Regions from separate parts of the Mus musculus genome. Here regions 2 and 3 are each linked to region 1. A link is a contact called in public Hi-C and Micro-C data. All regions are on one chromosome and are shown on one strand. Each heading gives the region's core, a stretch centred on a gene start, on an enhancer-like site or on the middle of the called end of the contact. The rest is flanking DNA. Distances are from core to core; before and after follow the strand shown. Region 1 has its middle 44 kb from the start of Gm30986. Region 2 has its middle 21 kb from the start of Gm30986. Region 3 has its middle 41 kb from the start of 5330413P13Rik.

The links. A called contact is a pair of places that touch in the nucleus more often than the background predicts.
Region 2: a Hi-C map of the C2C12 cell line shows a contact between it and region 1, with 1.9 times the contacts expected there. The contact joins two enhancer-like sites. A contact is called at or near these places in 1 of 15 datasets of contacts at CTCF or cohesin (the NIH/3T3 cell line), 18 of 484 Hi-C or Micro-C datasets (the C2C12 cell line, the G1E-ER4 cell line, the MC3T3-E1 cell line and 12 more), 3 of 115 datasets of contacts at active chromatin or transcription factors (Th2 cells, embryonic fibroblasts and pancreatic cancer cells) and 1 of 9 other capture datasets (embryonic stem cells).
Region 3: a contact with region 1 is called in a Micro-C map of embryonic fibroblasts, with 4 times the contacts expected there. The contact joins two enhancer-like sites. A contact is called at or near these places in 1 of 15 datasets of contacts at CTCF or cohesin (the NIH/3T3 cell line), 14 of 484 Hi-C or Micro-C datasets (the C2C12 cell line, cardiomyocytes, cortical neurons and 8 more) and 4 of 115 datasets of contacts at active chromatin or transcription factors (the NIH/3T3 cell line, embryonic fibroblasts, embryonic stem cells and 1 more).

Annotation. Positions count from the first base shown.
Region 1 is chr2:131,694,803-131,698,517 of GRCm38.p6, reverse strand. No RefSeq gene overlaps it. Among named protein-coding and RNA genes, the nearest start is that of Gm30986, 44 kb to the left of the region's middle. Within about 2 kb of position 2,002, at least 26 of the 459 cell types and tissues checked have an H3K27ac peak or open chromatin away from gene starts, as enhancers often do. A contact at or near this core is called in the C2C12 cell line, the NIH/3T3 cell line, embryonic fibroblasts and 4 more, where this site is marked.
Region 2 is chr2:131,759,669-131,763,081 of GRCm38.p6, reverse strand. No RefSeq gene overlaps it. Among named protein-coding and RNA genes, the nearest start is that of Gm30986, 21 kb to the right of the region's middle. Within about 2 kb of position 1,406, at least 49 of the 459 cell types and tissues checked have an H3K27ac peak or open chromatin away from gene starts, as enhancers often do. A contact at or near this core is called in the C2C12 cell line, the NIH/3T3 cell line, embryonic fibroblasts and 3 more, where this site is marked.
Region 3 is chr2:131,804,548-131,808,314 of GRCm38.p6, reverse strand. No RefSeq gene overlaps it. Among named protein-coding and RNA genes, the nearest start is that of 5330413P13Rik, 41 kb to the left of the region's middle. Within about 2 kb of position 1,259, at least 34 of the 459 cell types and tissues checked have an H3K27ac peak or open chromatin away from gene starts, as enhancers often do. A contact at or near this core is called in the C2C12 cell line, the NIH/3T3 cell line, embryonic fibroblasts and 2 more, where this site is marked.

The DNA.
Region 1 (3,715 bases), core at 753-3,252:
GGATAAGACTGTCTGCTATTTCTCCCCTCTGTTCTCTGCTTTCAGCATCTCTTTTCTTCCTTATTTGTCTCTCCTTTCTGTTCTTCTGCTTTATTGCTTCATGATTCATTCTCATTCTCTCTCTCTCCTTTTTAAATTAAAAAAATATCTTCTAATACTTTTCAGTGACATAACACCATATGTATCTCATACGTATGAGCAATGCTTTCAGGTACAAGCTATGCATTATGGGATGGTTACTTCTCTGGTTGCACATTCCTTGACCAACTCTCTCTATCACTCCTGCCACACCACCCACACCAGCCCACAGCAAGGACCATCTGTTCTCTGCTTCTCTAAGATCACCTCCTGGTCCCCCATTATCTGGGATCATGCAGCATTTCTTCCTATGGCAGCGCTTCCCGCAAGAGTCATAGACTTTTTAACAAAAACCCAGGTGCCAGGCACGGGAAAATGTCCTTTGAGTTTTTGATTTAGGGAGTCCAGGACACTCCCCCCCCCTCCACAAAATATAGGCTGTTGCTTTTGCCCTTTGTTGCCTCCCAGAACCTCAAGGTAAGTATTGCTGAAGAGACCACACACTTTGGGTATAATAATTGGAGGAAGAAAGCTGAAATTGACCTGGAAGCCTTCCCCTTAAAACTAACTCTCACAGCACCTGAGGGGCTATGTAAATTGCCAAGGGAAAAAAGTAATGCAAACCTACCCACCGGAAAGACTCCAAACCACAACAGCAAAGCATGATATTCTCAAGGGTACAGTAGTGGCATTTGTATCTTAGGGGTCACCAACAGCTACCTATTGGATTTAAGGCCGACTCTGAGGGAATTGATGCCTGGTGCAGTAAACCTAGCCATCTAAGCATGGCCAGTGAAGTCAGGACCACAGAGGAGACCCTACCACTGCCATAATCTTAAACCAATATAATCCCCGGCTTCATTCTAAATATCTATCCTTACCTCCACAGGTAACTGTGTTTCTAACCTCTTATCAAAGATGTTTCTTTTTTTTACAACAGATAGAGACAATCACAGAAATCCACAACATGTCAAAATGTAAAGAATAAGTAACTGTGGAGATCTTAACCCCCAAATGTTATTATACATTTACAACACAACCTCTACACCCAAGCCTCAGAGGACATGGTGGAGGATTGTAAGAGACAGAGGACCAGGACATCTGCTGTGAGGTAGTGTCTTAAGCTACATTTATAAAATGTTAACAACACGGTCACCTAAAGAAGACCTGTACAATGAAAATGCCAGTTGATGTACCAACACGAATGTGGGAACTCTCACAAGGCCTCACCACTAGAAGAAGAGCTACAAGCAAATAATGGCTACTAAAAGAGAAAGAATCAGATTTCTCAAGGACAAGCTACCTGATACATTATTCAATCCCAATTTGTCATCTCTAAATAAATATGTACTAAATGAATTCAGCAGGATCTATCATCTATTTATCTGTCTATCTGTAACAATAATAATCAAAGAACAGGTCAGAAAGTTGAGAGGGAGTAGGAGGGGATAGGAGAAGAGTTGGAGAGGGGAGAGTGAGTGGAAATGTTATAAATGTATTTCATGTATACAATTCTCAAAAATAACAATAAAATAAATGTTAAAAAATACCATGATTTATGTTTCCATAAAAAGAATATGTAAAATTGTCTATTCCCTTAACTAGGTAAGATAGAATTTTAAATGTTTCTTTAATCTCAATCCTGAAAAGCATGATTCATTGTTAATTTGGTTGTTCTTCATGGTTGTGGTCAGAGAGATGTGGATCGAGAAAGAAAGGGGCACAGGGTCTTATCTCATCTTTGTTTTCTGTCATGAGAGAGAAAGAGAAGCTGTGGTAGGCATCAGGACTTAGGAAGACACGTAGGTCAGGGGCAGAAGAGAGAGGTGACTGATGGGAAGTGGTGAGTCACACCTGGAGGGGGACTTTGCTAACAGAGAAGCAGATAGCTCTGCAGGCATGCAGCTGCTGTTCTGCGGAAGGCTCTGGAGACAGGAGTGGGCCTGAATGCTTCTGACCATGACTCAGGCCAGGAGCATGGGCAATAGTCCCACCACTTGGCATCTCTTTGTCTTGGCAGCATGGATCATAGAAATGATACTCATAACACCACCAACAATTTTCTACTGCTGTAAAATTTTAACACACCGTTTCTAACAAAACAGTATATATTGTTGCAAATTGAAATAAAAATAGCTGTAGCATGTGACAGTCCTCACTATGGAAATTCTTTTATTTGTTTACTTGTTGGCAATTTCACTCACATATATAATGTGTTTTTACCATATGCATTGCCAATTATCCAATAAGTAAAATTTAAATGATCTATGTCTGAAGGAGAGTGGGTAGAAGAAAGATGCTGGGATTTACTCTCTTAATCCACAGACCTTGGCTCTGTGGCTTTATTTTCCATCTGTTCTAAAACTGCTCCTCCAAACCAGCCAGCCCTGTCCTTGCCAACCTTGGAGATGTGTCTTATACACAAGCTCATCTACTCCCAAGACCAGCCACTTGGTGCTAAACCTGTCTCTCTATGTGCTTTTGGTGAGTGAGGACTGTCCTGAAAAAACTGTACTAGACCCTCTCCAGAGCTAACCTCGCACACATTATCAGACTGGAAGTCTAGCTGTCTTGTGTATAAAAAAATTGGCTCTTGGTGTTTCCACTTCTAACCTGCAAAGAGCAGATACCCAGACATGGATAAAGTATCAACACCATGACACCCTGTCTAACCAACAAACCAAACCAGCCTTTTGTACACCAAGCCTGCCTCTAGTCTTTCCTGGGTGAGGCATTCTGGCTCTGTAGGGGAAGCCATCCTCTTCTGCAAACCAAACTACACTTACCTGGGACATGCTGACTAGACTTGGCCTGTGACTAGTCAGGCCTAGGATGAGCTAGGGGTGAGTCCAAGGTAAGTCAGAACAAACGCCCCATCATGTCTACCCCACCTGAAGTTTGTGTGTTAACCTGGTGCTGACCTCTTCTGAGCTCACAGATCTGGATGTCACATTGTCACCAGAAAAGCAGCGTGGAAAAGTGCTCCGAATAAAATTCTCTCACCATCACAGACTTGGGAGGCAGACCAGCAATTAGAGGAAGAAGGTTCCTGTTTTCTCCCATCTCATGGTTCTCACCACACAGGATCTACAGTGACCTCACATCCACCCCCTATGCCTCCCCCATAGGACCTGCTGCTATTGAGTAGTGACCTTGGTTTCCATGTTTCCATGCACAGGAGCTGATTGCTGAGCTGGGAAGAACCTTGCCTCTGATCTACAGCAGCCTAGGATTTTGGCAGTGGAACAGGATCCTAGCACAGAGTCCACTTCCTGTACAGGAATGAGTTGACATGAAGGGCAAGAGCCATTGTGGAGGATGCTCTGTCATCTGCATCTTTCACTTACTAGAGGTGAGAGGCAACAAGTGGAGCCCCTAGGGCATCACAAGGGAGAATTTGTAAACCACTGGCTGAAGCTAGACCCCCAAATCACAGTGCTGAGTGAAATGATTCAGATAAACTGATATATAAAATAGTAACCTGTGCCATGTGCCTGGGCTGATGTTGCTACGGCACAATACCCACTTTGTAAGAATAGATTTTAAGCCAAACAGGCACACAATTCAATAGAAATGATTGTAGTTCTCCTTACTCTCTGAATCATCTGCCAATGCGGTCCATAAGGGCAGTGGGAGC
Region 2 (3,413 bases), core at 157-2,656, 65 kb before region 1:
AATACCAAATGGCAGAGAAGCACCTGAAAAAATGTTCAACATCCTTAATCATCAGGGAAATGCAAATCAAAACAACACTGAGATTCCACTTCACTCCAGTCAGAATGGCTAAGATCAAAAACTCAGGTGACAGCAGATGCTGGCGAGGATGTGGAGAAAGGGGAACACTCCTCCATTGTTGGTGGGATTGCAAGCTTGTACAACCACTCTGGAAATCAGTCTGGCAGTTCCTCAGAAAATTGGACATAGTACTACCGGAGGATCCAGCAATAGTGACATTCTTAATGTTCCTGTTTCCCCATAAAATCACTTAGTATGTCTGAAATTCTGAAATGTATATGTTATCCCTTTTCAGTATTTATGAATGGAGTACCAAATGATAATGTGGAATATGATCAAGATTATTTTTGTTTTGTCTTGAATGTTGACAGTTGATAACAGGAAGACTTTCCGGAGGAGGAAGAATTTTATAATTCAATTAAGAATTTTATAGTCTCTGGACACACATAGGTAGCAATAAACATTTCCATTTCCTTGAAGTTCAGCCCAAGCATTGCTCATCTCAGCCTTGGCCAGGGTTGCTTTTTTGGCTTACATTTTAAACTGCAGAGAGTGGGAGAGGACTCAAGACAGATCAAAGAGGGAGGAGGAAGGAAAGGAACAAGAGGGGGAGGAGGAGGACGAGGAGGGGGAGGAGGAGGAGGAGGAGGAGGAGGAGGAGGAGGAGGAGGCATGTTTATAATGGATTCCTGTGCTGTTTGGCGCAAACTGGCCACAGGTAGATAATAAGTTGACAGAAACAGGCAAAATAGGATTAAATGTCAAGGCAGGAAAATATTTGTCACAGCTTCCTCCTTGTATGCTGGCCACAACAGGGAAGGTGAGGCACAGAATAAAAGGGATTCCAGACTGCTCATGAATCAAAATTAACTTTTGCCTGTCGAGTTTTCAGATAGTGGGTGTCTCTAACTGTGGAGTCCTTGTTTTTGCTATATCTATGATAAGTTCTCATTAGATATTTACAAAAGTGGATGTGTTCTGTGATCTCGTTCTGTGACCACTCTTTAGAGTTGAACATTCTCTTTGCCAGAAAATGAGATTTTTGAGTCCAAGCTACACCCTCTCATCCTCCCGCTGGGTCAATGTGTTCCATGCCTTCAATCATGTGTATGACTGTCCTTTCCCCAGGCATCCCCGATACTCCTGACCCACCACAAACTCCACCTCTAATTGAATTATGCGTCCTCATCCTATTGAAAATCTTGACTAAATGCACAGTGAGTCTTTACTTCTGTGGTAAGAAAGAAGAAAGAATTTTGTTAATGGAACCATTTCTTTCAGCTAGACAGAACAGTTCAATAGAAATGGTTATCTGATGAATCATCTTTGACTCACCATCTATGAGTGGAAAGTTAAGCTGGGCAGTGAATTTTCTAGCCTTTGTTCTCAAGTCTGGGATGTCTCAAAGGAGAGGTTATTGCCTAAGAAATCAAGATTGTAATAGTTAGTGCCTTGATAATAAAAGTGCTTTTCAAGGTGAAGAGATCCAAAATGTATGTGCTTGATTATGTAATATACCAGAATCAGATATCTAAAGGATTCCCAGTAAATTATTTGTTGAATGAAAGTTTCTGAATGAGTAAATTGGAGAGGGAGGGAGGGAGGGAGGGAGGAGGGAGGAAAGGAGATAGGGAGTGGGGGAGGGAGGAAAGAAGGGAGGGAGTCGGGGAGGGAGGGAGGAAGGGAAGGAGAGAGAGTCTGTGTGTCTGTGTATTTATGAAAGAGAATGTGTGTATCTGTGTCTGTATAAGTGTGTGTATATGTGTGTGTATGTGTGTGTGTGTAGACCAGAAGTCAATTCCAACTTTCTTTCTTACTCGATTATGTCCCCCTTATTTTGCTAGACAAAGTCTTTCACATACCTTACTAACTGGCTACTCTGGCTGGACGATGCTCTGTTTTCCCCATCACTTACCTCTTTAGCTACTGAACCTGGCCTTTATAAGGTGCTAAGGATCTGAATGCAGGCCCCAGGTTTATACAACATGAACCATCTCTCCAGCCTCTTAATCCAGAATATTATGCTGGACACTGTTCATGAAAAGAACAGTCTTTGGTCCTTAACTCTACATCACTGTCCGGGTTCCCATTGGACAGGATGGTGTTTCAGTCATCATACCTGTTAACACACTGCTGTCTGGATACATGTGGTTCCTTTAGAAAGATTTTAATTCATTTAAGTGACATTCAGTAAGTAAATAATTGGTAAAATCCAAATACCATTTTGTCTGTAGTGCAGGGCATTCTTTAATATAAAATATTACTTAAAATCAAATATGTGGTAAAGCAAGACAAACTTTCCTCTTCAGCAGGCATCAGTTGAGCCATTCAATTCTAGTCCTTCTTGCTGGGGGTTGATCTGGTGTGTATACAAATACTAAATTCTGAACTCTAAGATCTGGTTGCCCCCAGAAGAGTGTATCTTCACATATACTGACCTTTGTTATGTAAACTTTGCTCCCAAATTTAAAGCTATTGATTGATAAAAGTCTAGAGGCTGTGATTGGGCAGTAGACAGAGAAGGACAGGATCTGAGAATCGAGTGGAGGGGGGAGGAAGAGAGAGAGAGAGAGAGAGAGAGAGAGAGAGAGAGAGAGAGAGAGAGAGAGAGAGAGAGACCATGGGGGCAGGGGAGAAGAAAGGAGATGGAGAGAGGAGAAAGCTGCCATGAGAGGAGGACCAGGAGTATGTGACTGGAAAAGTGGCCCCTGAGGACATGGACACTCAGGCAAAAAAGATGGAGCAAAAGGCAACCCAGGTAAGGCTCACACAGCAAAGGCCCTATGGCTGGGATGGAAGTTAGAGTAGCTGACAACCTGCCCAGTCTAGGCTTACAGCTTGTAAATAAAACATGGGGATCTTGTGTCTTTTGTACGGGCTAGCTAGAATAAATAATTCCTTTTACTCCTTCTTGCTACCATGACCCTTCTAAGCATGTGTACTTCAAGAGAACAAACCTAACCACAGTATAGATGGTGAAAATAAGACACCCCTTAGGTTTTTAAATGTCTGTGTTCCAGGAAGAGACAGGAGGCTTTGAAAGGACCTTTGGTAATAAGAATGCAAACTTTTACTGGTATCCATTACTGTAATTGCTGCCTTCTCAAGGTGAGATGATCTCATTCTATCCCCTAAGCATCGCTCCACAAATGCAAATGTCCAAAACAACAAAACAGTTTGGCTGCTCTGATTTTAATACTAATCCTGTCATCATTGAGACATGTCATCTTAAAAAAATCTTACCAAGAAGCACAAATCAGAACTATGATATCCAGCCAACAGAATACAGGATAATTAAAAAGTGGAGATATCAAAGGTTGGCAAAGACTGGAGCTGTTATAATTATCATTTTT
Region 3 (3,767 bases), core at 10-2,509, 110 kb before region 1:
AAAACACTTATTTTTTTTCCACTTATTTATGATGCTTCCTGTATACACAGAATAAACCCCGAGAGTCTCAGATTTGCATCTGTAAATGAATATATGTTTAAAATATGTTTGTAAATGAAAATAAGAGTGTGGACGGACTCAAATCCAATTGGATTTAAGTGGAAGATGGACAGAAAAGGCAAGAGAGGGGCAGCATAGAAGACTGTCTGCAAATGTTCCAGAACTGCAGCTTGGTTACGATTGCGTCCCTCCCACTGAGAGTGGGGCAGAGGCCTGGGGCACTCTCTGCTCAGCTCTGGCTCTGCGCTTTCTCAGAGGGGCTGAGGGGCAGCGGGAAGAATGGAACCTCTGTGCCCGAGAGTCGTCCTAGTATTGTTTGGACCTTGGCTTCACGCTGCAATCTGGGGATGATGATGATGACGATGACGATGATTTATTTTATGTGTGTGATTGCTCTGCTGCCTGTACACCTGCATGCCAGAAGAGGGCATCAGATCCCTTGTGAGTCACAATGTGGTTGCTGGAAATTGAACTCAGGACCTCTGGAAGGGCAGCCAGTGCTCTTAACTGTTGAGCCACCTCTCCAGCCCGGCAATCGGGTGAATCCTATGCAGACTGCTCGGTAATCTCATATCTAAAGAATAAAGTACTCGGAATGACAGAGGAAAGTGAGCCCATCCAATCCCACTTACCAAAGTGCTTTACAAAAGCCAAATCGGGCGAAGGAGAGATAGCCTTGCGTCTCTTTGAAGGGGCCATGTAGCCAAATCCAGCAGCCAGGTAACGACACGGCTGAAAAATAAATTCCGAATGTCAATGGCAGCTGCCATGTCAGCTGGAAAGCAGTGTGTCAACACCTGCACTGTTTTTCCATCCGAGTTTATTGACCCTCAGCTCTGCCGTGGGCCCTAGGTCAAGCTCCTGCAACTGCTGAGAGCCAGACCCCAGCTTTCTATTCCAGCCCTCCAGGGCACTGGGATACCGGGCTTTGGTTTGTTTGTGTCCAGGAGAAATTGAAGCCAGCATGCCCGTGAGAGAAAAGCAGTTAAGACAAGCCGGGCTTGCTGGGCCTGACCAGAGTGGGAGATGCTCAGAGCAGCAAAGAAGGATGGACGGCTTTAAACACACAGATGCGGATGTACACACGTGTCAGAAATTCCAGTTCTTTATCACCACTCCAGGTCCAAGGTCAGTTACTCCCTCAGGCACTTGCAGATATTTCTCCTCTCCGCATTGACTTAATCCATTCTCTGTGGCTGTAACAGAATACCACAGCCTTGCATGAGTCAGCATCTGGTAAGGGATTCGTTTCTGTATCATAACATAGCTGAGAGTGTCATGTGGCAACTCAGGTCACCTGTACTGACTCCGACCTCCTTTTTACCAAACCACTGACCCTACCCCAGAGGTCATTTCAGGACCTTGTCTAACCCTGATTCCCTCCCAGAGACCTCACCTCTGTGTACCACAGGCACATGCACTTGGTGTTACGTTTACAGCCCATGAGCTTTTGGGGGAATGTATGAACCAAAGCAAGGACCAGGGAGCCATCGTGTTGCAGGAGTGGGACCAGCCGCTGATCTCATGGTCTCCACTCTGTCTTTCATTTCCACCAATCAGAGGCTGCTTTTCTCACATATCCGACTTGAGTCTGTGCTTTGCTAAGCCTGTGAGGTTTACTTAGAACATTGCCTGTCACCTTCAGTGACTCCAGAGCGAACCATCCTTTCAAAGGAACCGCAGTGATCCGTGGGCTTCTCTCCCTGGAGATTGAGCAGGTTGTATGGCTAGCAGGACTCTTGAGATCGGTTACACCTACATTGGGTGTAACCGATTATACTTCATTGCAGAAAGATCTTTGTTCCATGCAATGCCTTGAATTCTGTGCAATCTGAAACGTATCTTGTTATCTTGGCTCTTCTTTATTGGCCTGATAAATCTCAGTTCTCCTTTTTTTAAAAAGCATTTATTTTTTTTTTTTTATTTTTTATTTATTTATTTTTTTTTGCTTGTTTGTTTGTTTGTTTGGTTTTTGGTTTTTCGAGACAGGGTTTCTCTGTATGGTCTTGGCTGTCCTGGAACTCACTTTGTAGACCAGGCTGGCCTCGAACTCAGAAATCCGCCTGTCTCTGCCTCCCAAGTGCTGGGATTAAAGGCGTGCGCCACCACGCCCGGTAAAAGCATTTATTTTTAACCGGCCGATACCATTTTGTTTGGCGTTTGTTTCTTGGAAGCACCATATAATTTAAGTTTCTATTTTAACCTGTAATTTGAGTCCTTCTTTAAAGATGTTTTTCCTCCTGCTTTTGTTGTTGTGTATATGCAGGTTCTCTGCTGACGGCACAGACAAGAGAAGGCCTGAAGTTACTCCGTCTTCTCTCCTCAGAGGTAAGTATGGGTTTCTGGACAGGGCTCTGCAGTGTTCCTGGCTTTGTTAACTCGATGGTTTCCAGCAAACCCCTCTTCTTCCTGAATCACAGACTCAGTTCTCACTGCTCTCCCTGGAGGGCTCACACAAGTCTCCTTTCACCTCCCAGGTTTGCAAAGGTTTGGAAGGGCATCTTGGAGTCCCCCCCACCCCAGGTTCCGGTGGAACTGCTCTGTTCACTCTTTCTCAGGGGTCACCTTTTCCACTGAGTGGGAGAGAGTGTTGGGGCCACAGCAGAGTGGGCACATAGAGGGCAGAGCAGGGAGGCAACCATGAAGGGCTTAGAACATCACTCAAGTGCCCATCGCTTATCAGCAATCCTGTCTTCTGTGGTTGTTAGAATGAAAATGGCTGCCACAGGCTCACAGGGAGTTGCACTGTTAGGAGGTCTGCCCTGCTGGGTGTGCCTTTTCAGTAACCAGAAGCCCTCTGCAGGTGGCCTTGTTACCTCCTCTAGGACTGTCACTCTCTTCCCCAGGAAAGGCTTTCTTCTTCTGGAACTTGACTCTAGTTCTTCTCTGGTTTCCCCATGCCATCCACCTGCCTGTGGACTTGTGTCTGTTTTCTTACTCATTCTTGGGGTGTCCATTTGTCCCCAGGACTTTCAATTTTTTTAATGTGTATAAACTGCTGTTACTAGTTTAAGAATTTCCTTTCTCCTGTTTTATTTATTTTATTTTTTAATAGGATCTCAAAAGCCTACTCTTCCCAAATGCAGAGATTATATACACGTGTCACACACTCTATTCTAATTTATTGCCTTACAATTAAAAAAAGATTTAGTTATTTTATGCATAAGAAGTTTCTGCTGGCATCCGTGTATATACATTACATGTGTGAGGTTCCATGTTTCTCTCTCACTGCTGGGGTGTGGGAACTTCGCTGGGGCAGATGAAATGGGAGGCACTGGACTACATTTTATCCTATGCTGGTGTTGGGTGAGCAGCTGAAGGGTCCCAGCCCAGGTTGTGTGTGTGTGTGTGTGTGTAGTTCCATCTTAGCTCAGGGGATGAGCGTCTGGGAGCACAGAGGGCCTTCTTCAGGAGGCAGGGCTCTGTATGACAAAGGCTTTCCCCCAAGGGAGATGACTGTCTCTTGATGAGAGAGGACAGGAACCTGGTTGGGAGTAGATGAAACTCCTACTATGCTCAGGTATGAGGGTACCAGAGTTTCTGAACCCACTCGACCTCACCAAGTGTCCTGGCATGGTCCACTGCCCCACAATGTGTGCCTGAGGAAGTCAGAGAAGGCCATAGGATCCCTAGGAACTGGAGTTACAGATAGATAGTAGCTCTCTTGAGGGAGCTGGGAACCGAACGTGGGTCTTATGCAAGAGCAG